Regions from separate parts of the Sus scrofa genome. Here region 2 is linked to region 1. The links are chromatin contacts, called in public HiChIP or PLAC-seq maps. All regions are on one chromosome and are shown on one strand. Each heading gives the region's core, a stretch centred on a gene start, on an enhancer-like site or on the middle of the called end of the contact. The rest is flanking DNA. Distances are from core to core; before and after follow the strand shown.

What was found. HiChIP or PLAC-seq counts read pairs in DNA pulled down with a chosen protein or histone mark.
Region 2: a contact with region 1 is called in an H3K27ac HiChIP or PLAC-seq map of alveolar macrophages. The contact joins the promoter of DHRS11 here to the promoter of GGNBP2 in region 1. A contact is called at or near these places in 2 of 5 promoter capture datasets (fetal liver and liver), 14 of 47 Hi-C or Micro-C datasets (adipocytes, blood, embryonic fibroblasts and 6 more) and 2 of 2 datasets of contacts at active chromatin or transcription factors (alveolar macrophages and skeletal muscle).

What each region holds. Positions count from the first base shown.
Region 1 is chr12:38,071,431-38,075,888 of Sscrofa11.1, reverse strand. It overlaps GGNBP2 (gametogenetin-binding protein 2), which reads right to left and starts at 1,856. Exons shown (of 13, transcript XM_005669028.3): 1 at 957-1,856. The coding sequence starts at 1,049. MYO19 (unconventional myosin-XIX) reads left to right here and starts at 1,921. Exons shown (of 26, transcript XM_021067311.1): 1 at 1,921-2,203.
Region 2 is chr12:38,111,918-38,116,375 of Sscrofa11.1, reverse strand. It overlaps DHRS11 (dehydrogenase/reductase 11), which reads right to left and starts at 2,359. Exons shown (of 7, transcript NM_001244532.1): 1 at 2,094-2,359. The coding sequence starts at 2,225.

The DNA of each region.
Region 1 (4,458 bases), core at 607-3,106:
AAGATGGTACGATGAAGAGACAGTTACACCTTATCAAAACAGGCAAACGTATAACCCAAAGCTTCAGCATCATCAAAATGCAGATTTCAAGATATTCAGAAAGGGTTCGTTTCATTTTTTTAAAAAATTGCAACAAGCAACTGCACTCATTTCCTGTTCAGATTGAATTCAAATTTCTGCCATTTCCTTTTAAAGGAAATACTACAGTAACACAGGGCAGAGGGTCTGTAATGCTGTACCACCACCAACTCTACTCAGAACTGGGTTTTGACATTCAAGATGAGCAATCAACTCTCACACATTCAACAATTTTGCTTCCTTGAATAAAAGGGGGGGTGCTACCTGTAAAGTACAGAAAAATGCCAAGAAAGCCCATTTTGAAGAGTCATGGCCTAGCAATAAGTGTTTTAATGTACTAGGCATATGAGACTTTTTATAACAAATCAGAGCATTTTAGTGGCATCTCTACTGTGCAAGAGCATGTCACTCTGCCCTCAGTAATTATGCTTATGGAGTGAGAGCTGTAGTATTAAGATGGGAAATATATAGGTAGCAGTGCAGCTGCGACATTTCCAGATAATTAAGCCTCCCCGAGGGTAGGTGGTTTCTGTAAGGGATAGGCCCTAAACGCCCAAGATCCTTCAACCCCCTTCCGAGGGGTGTGCTTTAGCAAAAGCACCGTCCCCTAAAAGGACAAGGTGAAGGAAGAAGGCCGAAAGAAGCAAGATCCGGGGAGAGGGGCCCAAAGTGCGTACGGAGCTACAGCCTGGAGGCCCGCAGAGGTTACCGTACGACCCACTGCAAAGGCGAGTTTGTGGGGCCTGCCGGAGAGAAGGCCTCGCCTAGGAGTTGCAACACACTCTTTCTCCAGTGCGCAGCGCTCGGCCTGGGGGAGGGGGAGGAGGGGAAACAGCTGCCAGGGGAGCGGCGAGCCCGGCCCGGCCCGGCCCGCTCACCGTGAGGGTGTCGTCTATGTAGAGGGGAATCTGCCTTCTCTCGAAGGGGAACTCCTCCTCCCCGTCCCTGCACACTGCCACCAGTCGCGCCATCGTCCCCGACGCTGCCGTTGCCACCGTCACCACCTCCTCCCAGCTGCTGCTGCCGCCGCCGCCGCTCCTGCCGCTGCCGCTGCCGCCTCCTCCCTGCTCCTGCCTGCAACAGCCAAACCCCGCGAGCGTAAGCACCCGCCGCCGCGCAGCACATTCGCCACGGGGGGGAGGGAGAAGAGCAGGAGGGGACAGGAGAGCTGGGCTGCGTTTCCCATCACCCGATTCCACACGCGCTCAGCCAATCAGCGCGGAGCAGCGCTGGGACCCGCCCCCTCGCGCCGCTGTCCCTCCCCACCCCCCACACCGCCGGCCTCCAGTCTGGGTCCAAAGGAGAGGCGGAAGGGACCTGCCGGCCCCGGGGCTTCCCCAGATCGTCAGCGGAGTCCCGGTTCTAGGACCCAACTCCCGACCTCCGGTCCAATGCCCGCAGCCCGCTGCCCACCGCCCACTGTCCGGGAGCCCTCAGCTGACCCCTTCTCCCCCTTTAAGGGCGCGCCCCGCCCAGTCAGTCCCCTGGGCTGCAGTTGCCCAGCGCGACCCCGCCCCTGGGAGGGGTCGACCCCGCCTCAGCTCTGCGGAGTCCGTGGTGGGAGTCTCAGACCCTTTCCTCACACTTCTTGGAGGTGGTCTCACGGTTCTGACCTTCACCGTTTTCGTGGTCGCCTCCCTGACCCCCACCTCGGCTCCCCGTTACCGGCTGACGAGGCCCGCGTCAGGGCCGGCCTGGGCGGGAGCGCGGCTCCGAATGCCGTTTCCTCTCCAGGCTCAGTCAGCCGCTCGCGCCACGGGTAGTGGGGGAGGGAGGGCGGGGGACTTGGGGAGGGTGGGGCAGGGAGGGGCCGAGAGCGCCGGGCGGGGGCCCCGCCTCCTCTCGCGAGACTCCGAGACTCCAGAAGGCTGCTCTTTGGTCCCCTCTTTCGAAACCCTGATGGAGGGGGTGGGGTGTTCCCCTGGGGGGTGTCTCCGATGCGTGACCTGCACCCTCCTCCTCGTCTAGCTACTCACATAAATCCGAAATAGGGCTGCTAGGAGGAGTGAGTAGGTCCCCCACTGCGCGGGCCTAGGAACCGCTCTCCCGAGAGCCGAGGGGCGAAGGGAGCGGAGCCGAGATGACTCAGGGCCGACCCGAGGGTCGGGGCCCAGTGAGGACTTGGGTAAGTGGAGAGGAGCTGAGACTTTCCAGGGCACTGAGAGCAGAAGACGGGAGTGCGGGAAGGGGAGACGAGCATCCGGGGGCTAAGAGACAAATTCTGGGCTGGTTTCTAAGTCCTTGACGCCGCTTTCCGTGACCCCCGATTCACCAGGAGCCAGCCGCGTCGCTGCTTCCCAGACTTGAGTCCAGATATCGCCGGAGGGAGGGGGGGGGCAAAAATATTTAAGTGCTGACAGTTTTTTGTTGTTGATAACAATGGAGGCGAATAGAAGACTATGGCTTGTGTATACGTCCCGGGCAGAGAAACTTCTTGAGCTGGGTTAATATTAACTTAAAGACTCAGTCAGGACACCGGTTCCCTTGGGCAAAGTACTGGTACTGGCCAAAGGCCTTTCCCTCTGACCCTCTTCTGAGAAGGAGAGCTGCTGTCAGGACAAAGTCATGTATACATCATTCCACCATGTACTCAGTTCCTACCTTTAAGGCTTTGAAGACCTGTTTGTAAAACCAAAATTGTTGGAAAGTATTTAGCCTATGAAAGCTTTGACGATTTTAAGGATCAGTCCATTTGCAACTAACTAATTCTGGTGACATCTGTATCTCCTGTTAGAATAGGCTAGAGCTGTGATACTGACCTTTAAAAAGTATTTTGGTTATCACGTGAAATCTTAGACATTCACAACAAAAAACCCCACAGTGCATCCTTAGCTATGTTGACTTATGACATTGTGTGGTCACTATTAGGGTAGGTGACATAATAAACTGGAAGAACCATTGTTCAGTCCCAAAGGTATGATTATCCAGTAAGTATTTATGTCTTTGGCTCTAATGGAGAGCACAACAGTGTGTGATCCTTCGCTTAAATTCAGGATATGCAGACAGGATGTGCATGTAGGTTCTGACAGATTAGACTACATAGCCAGAACCTGGGCATTTTTAGAGAATCTTTTGTTTTATGTAAAAACACTCTTAACAAAAAAAAAAAAGAATACTGTGCTTTAAAGCTCTGAAGGTGCTCCTATAAAGACTATATCAAGGAATATACCTACTTTATACCTTATAAACTTCCTTTGGATTATGGTCAGTAAAGGACATTAAAAATGACAAGTTCAAGGAGTTCCCGTTGTGGCCCAGTGGTTAACGAATCCGACTAGGAACCATGAGGTTGCGGGTTCGGTCCCTGGCCTTGCTCAGTGGGTTAACGATCCGGCGTTGCCGTGAGCTGTGTAGGTTGCAGACGCGGCTCAGATCCTGCGTTGCTGTGGCTCTGGCATAGGCTGGTGGCTACAGCTCCGATTAGACCCCTAGCCTGGGAACCTCCATATGCCGTGGGAGTGGCCCAAGAAATAGCAAAAAGACAAAAAAAAAAAAAAGTTCAATATATAAGTGCTAATTTTGTATTTTTAATTAAAAAATTTTATTATGATTTACAGTGTTCTGTCAATTTCTGTTGTACAGCAAAGTGACCCAGTCGTGCACTCTTTCTTACATTATCTTCCATGATGTCCCATTACAAGTGATTAGATATATAGTTCCCTGTGCTATACAGCAGGATCTCATTGCTCGTCCACTCCAAATGCAAGAGTTTTTGTCCACTAACCCCAGACTCCCAATCCATCCCAATCCCTTCCCCTCCCCCCTCAACAAACTTAAGTCTGTACTACATGTCCATGATCTTTTCAGTTTTGTCAATAGATCATTTGTGCCATATTTGAGGCTCCTCATGTGTGATATCACATGGTGTCTTTCTTTTTCTGACTTCACTAAGTATGAGAGTTTAGTTCCATCCATGGTGCTGCAAATGGCATTATTTTGTCCTTTTTATGGCTGAGTAGTATTCCATTGTATATATGTACCACATCTTTCTAATCCATTCATCTGTCGATGTGCATTTAGGTTGTTTCCATATCTTAGCTATTGAGAATAATGCTGTGATGAACATATGGGTGCATGTATCTTTTTCAATGTAATTTTTGTCTGGATATATGCCCAAGAGTGGGATTGCTGGGTCAAGTTGCTAATTTGAATCATCTTAATTGCTGAGTACACACTGGGTACTAGCAAAGAAGGGATATTCATCTTGAGGATTTAGATCTAAGTTTAAAAAAGTGTTGGTGTTCCTGTCCTGGCTCAGTGGTTAATGAATCTCACTAGGAACCATGAGGTTGCGGATTTGATCCCTGGCCTTGCTCAGTGGGTTAAGGATCCTGCATTGCTGAGAGCTGTAGTTTAGATTGCAGACACAGCTCAGATTCT
Region 2 (4,458 bases), core at 1,110-3,609, 40 kb before region 1:
TGCCCCACCATAGAAAGGGTCAGGAAGTTGGGACAGAGTCTTTCTCTCTGACCCATGATGCACCATTTTCCGGCCCAAAGTCTCTCTGGAGACCATGAGCCAAGTCAGGTGGCAGGAGACACTGGGCAGCCCATGTGCATTACCAGGGCCCTCAAGACACTGAGGATCCCAGAGAGAGATCTGAGAAAACAGGGCTCCTGGGAGAGGGCTTGAGGGAGGCTGCTATTTAGAAGCAGGAACAAACTACGTGGTAGCCTTGGAGGCCAGTGACTGGGCACCTGAGCCTCGCGAAGGTCCCTTTGTACATGTGTGCGAGGGAGGGGGCTGGCGGGTGCAGGGTGCCCCTAGGGGAAGGCCAGCCTGGCCAGCTGCCCTGGAACTCCTTCCTTCCCCCCAAACCAAGCTGGATTAGGTGACCCAGGAAATTCTCTGCTTTAATTTTCCAAGAGTTTAAGAGGGGGTCCTCTGGGACTCAGAAGGCCCCCTTCACTGGATTTCACCGACTCATGACCATCTCAGGAAATCAATGAATGAATGATTCAACCAATTAAGAAAAAAGCAGGCTGTGGGCGAGGAAGCCTGGAATTCTTCCCTCCCCTGGCATGCAATGTCTCCCTTCCTCCTCCAGATTCAAAGCCCTGCAGGAGAGCCAGAATGGAGGGACTGAGAGTACACTTCTCCCTGTCACTGCCTTCTCATGGCAGTGTCCCCACCTGTCCACCCTCTCTCCTCAAAAATGACCTGAAATCAAGTCAGTCCCCTCACAGCAGAGGCTTTCTCCCCTCATTAAAGGAGTCATCCTGGGGCTGAGTGATCGGCCTGGGGATCATCTTGGGCTCAGGGACCCCTTTCCCGGCTAGTGTGGGATAGGGGAGCAGGAAGAGAAGGCAAGAGTGGCTTAAGCATTAGGGAAGCCAGGGGTCTAATCCCTGGCCTGATCCTCTAAATGGGGAGCTGGGCCCTGAGCACCTCAGAATAGGAGAAAGGGAGGGGCAGAGTGGGGCACAGCCAGGTGACCTTGGGACTATCTAGGAGGCTATAAAGTGTACCTTTGGTCAGCAGCAGGGGAGGGGACAGTCCTCCTTCCTGTACACCTTCCCACTCTCCCCCCACCCAGGCCTCTCCCTGCCCAGGGACTTTGAGCAAAGGTGGCGATGAAGCTAAGCCCCAGCCCACACCCTGAGAGGAGGTCTTGCCAAGGGCAAATCCAAAGTGATCCTCCGATGGAGATTTCTCGCCTTCTTCTTCTCTGCTTTGTTTCATTTTGGTCTGAACTCTTATTGCTCACAACTCTTGGGGCTCCCAACCCGTGTTAAGAGGAAAACCACAAGTTTCAGTTCCACATTGCTTTATCCCCTCTGAACTCACATGTTCAGTGCCCTATTTCACCTATTCAGTCCTATCTAGGACAGTGAAATTGAAGAAGGGTCTACCTAAGGATATCCCATTCATTCCTAATGTGCATTGGGTAGGGGTTAACCTTCACATTTGGGGGAGGGGGGGAAGGGGCAGGGGGCTGAGCCTCTTCAGAAAAGCTCCACTCCTTCCTCAGTCCTAGGTGAAAAATGAATAAGATCAAAAAAACCTCTAACTTCTGCTCATCTGGCTGGCTAGCCACCTGGCTTGGCTTTGTGGACTAGATCTGAAGCGCAGAGGAAGCAATCCAGGAGCCAACTTAGCCACTAAGGCCAGAAAGCTTTCTTTGCTTCTCCCTGGCTGCCTAGCTAGCCTCTGACCTCTGGTTTCTTTCTTCAGCCAACCTCCGCAGGCAGGTAGAGGAGAAGGAAAAAGATGGCAGGGAGTCAGAGATTTGTTATACCGAGTAGAGGCTGTCAGGAGAAAAGGTTCCTTAAAAGAGGGGACTTTAAAAAGCGAAGATGGAGTCCTGCCGCGAGAGATCCAAAAAGCCTCCCCTATTAGGCATCATCCATTTCGCCAGCTTCTGAGCCCGCTGCAAGTGGCCCTGAGGTGGCCGGCAAGTGAAGGCAGCATGACAGTCTAGCTCCGGCCACTCCCCACCCCCGACCTGGACCCTGGCCCAGCGGAAAAGACGCTGGGCCCAGAGGGCGACTCGCTCCCCATCTGGGGCTTACCTCGATGTTGCCCACGGTGCGGGCACAACCCACCACCTTCAGTCCGTGCTGGACCAGGGCCCGGGCCACGGCCGCGCCGATGCCCCCCGAGGCTCCTGTCACCAGTGCCAGTCGGCCACGCCACCGCTCCATGCCAGCCCAGGTCAGGGTCCCGAGCCGCCCTCCCACCTCGCTCGGGGAGCTGGGCACTTGGATCGCGGAGCTCCGCCCCACGTCACTGGGGCCCGGCCGCTCTCTGGTCACCAACGCGGAACCCGCCGCCAGCCTGGTCCCGTCGTAGCTCCGCCGGGAGCTGCTGCCACTCCCACTGGCCTCCGCCCCCGGCTCCACCCTCCGACCCTCGGCAATCGGCCACATCCCGCCCGTAGAACGACCGCCGCCTGGCCGCCCCACCCCTGAACCAGCCGCGCGGGCGCAGCCCCGCCCCTTCCTGCCCCGCCCCTTCCAGGAAACCGCTTCCCGCAGGCGGGGCGGGGCCTGGCCTGAGGGGCGTGGAAATTTGCAGTCCGGCTAGTCTGGTGACCTCTCTCACCCTTTGCGGTAGGGTGATGAGGTTTACCGAGGATTGCACCAGGCCCTAGAACGCACGTACTCTTGCTTCCTGCTCTGTTTTCCCAGTTCCTGACCTCTAAAACCAAGAAGAGAAATTAAGGGCAAATAAAATGACTCCAACACCCACCTAAACCAGCCGGTGGCTAATAGGAAGGATTTAGCCCAGAAAAGGCTGTATCTCACCTATCAACGCTGAGTGACCTTGGGAGAGACTTCCAACCCTATCTGATCCCTCGGCCCTTACTAAACAAGGAAAACTTGCTGAAAAATGCAAACACAATGGATTAGCAATGAGATCCTGCTGTGTAGCACTGGGAACTATGTCCAGTCACTTATGAGGGAGTATGATAATGTGCGAAAATAGAATGTATACATGTATGTGTAACTGGGTCACCATGCTGTACAGTAGAAAAAAAAATTATATTGGGGAGATAACTAAAAAATAATAAAATTAAAAAAAAAAAAAGGAAACACCCCCAAGTACACATGTACTGAGGGAACTGTATCCCTAAGAGCCCAGTCTCCAACTTCCCTAAGCCCTCCCACTCCCAGTGGAGCAAATACATCTCCAAGTGTAGCAAAGATTAAAGCGATAGCTAACATTTATTCAGAGCTTACCGTGTGACAGGCACTTTTAAGCACTTTAAATATATTAATATGCACAAAACCACATGAGATAGTACCTATTAACCTCTTCATTTTGCAAAATAACTACCGAGTCAGAGTTGAAACCTAGCTTGGACAGCAACCAGACCAGTATCAGGCCAGGGGGTGTGCTTCTAAACTGCCTTTACTCAGTTTTCCCTTTTGTCTCTTAAGTTGTTGGTTCTGTTCAAAGTAGAACCGCTAAGGATATTCCATCAAAGCACTGAAAACTGCCTCACTTCTGCATTCTTCATATAGCCATCCTTCCAAAGAGAAAACTTCTCTGCTGAATAAGCAGTCATCGTGGCTGGTTTATTCATTCAACAAGCACTCCTGTGTTTGGTTGTAAGCACAAAGACCGAAGCAAAACAAAACCAACCCTTGCTTAATTTAGGGATCTCTAACTGCAACAGAACGTGGAGAGGGGATCGGGCTCAGAGCCAAGGGTGGTGGGAGACCCTTGCTCATTTTCTATGGATTTCAGGATGGAAGCAAACAAGGGTCAGAAAGAAATGACTCATTTTATCTCTGCCTCAATCCCTATACATTTTGATTTGAACAGACAACTCAGGAGGTGGATCCAAAAAAATGCCACTGACTACAAAAATTAAATCTCACTAAGCTTCTGACCACATGAAATCTGATTAAGTGGTACAAAGTCCATAAAATTCATTCCATCCCCACTGCACAGAGCTATCGACTGTCCTGCTGCTTGTTTGCTGCCCACCAAGTATTATCAACACACAGACATAAAGCTCTAACTTAAGCACATGTGTTTACTGAACTACTGACTCAACCTTTTAAATGGCAGCCAAATGCTACTCCTAAGAGACTCTCTCCTTCAGTACTCGGACAGCTTGTGAAAGCAGTAAACTGTAATGCCAGAGTGACTTTATTGTTGGAAACGAGATAAGGAACAGGCACTTACATGGCCCACAGTGTGGTGAGCTCTCAGTGCAGCCTTCTGCTCCCAGTTCTCTACACGCTGAGTAATTACTTATCAGGGAATCCTTGACTCTGCCAAGTTTTATTTTCATTCTTCTAGTTCAATATGAACCTCTGAATTTAAGGTGCTTTGTGTTAAGTATCAGGGAACTTTTAATAATAGCAATTATAAGTCTCATGAGGAAGTAAGATGCTAGCCAGGATTTAAAGGTATTGCAGCAAA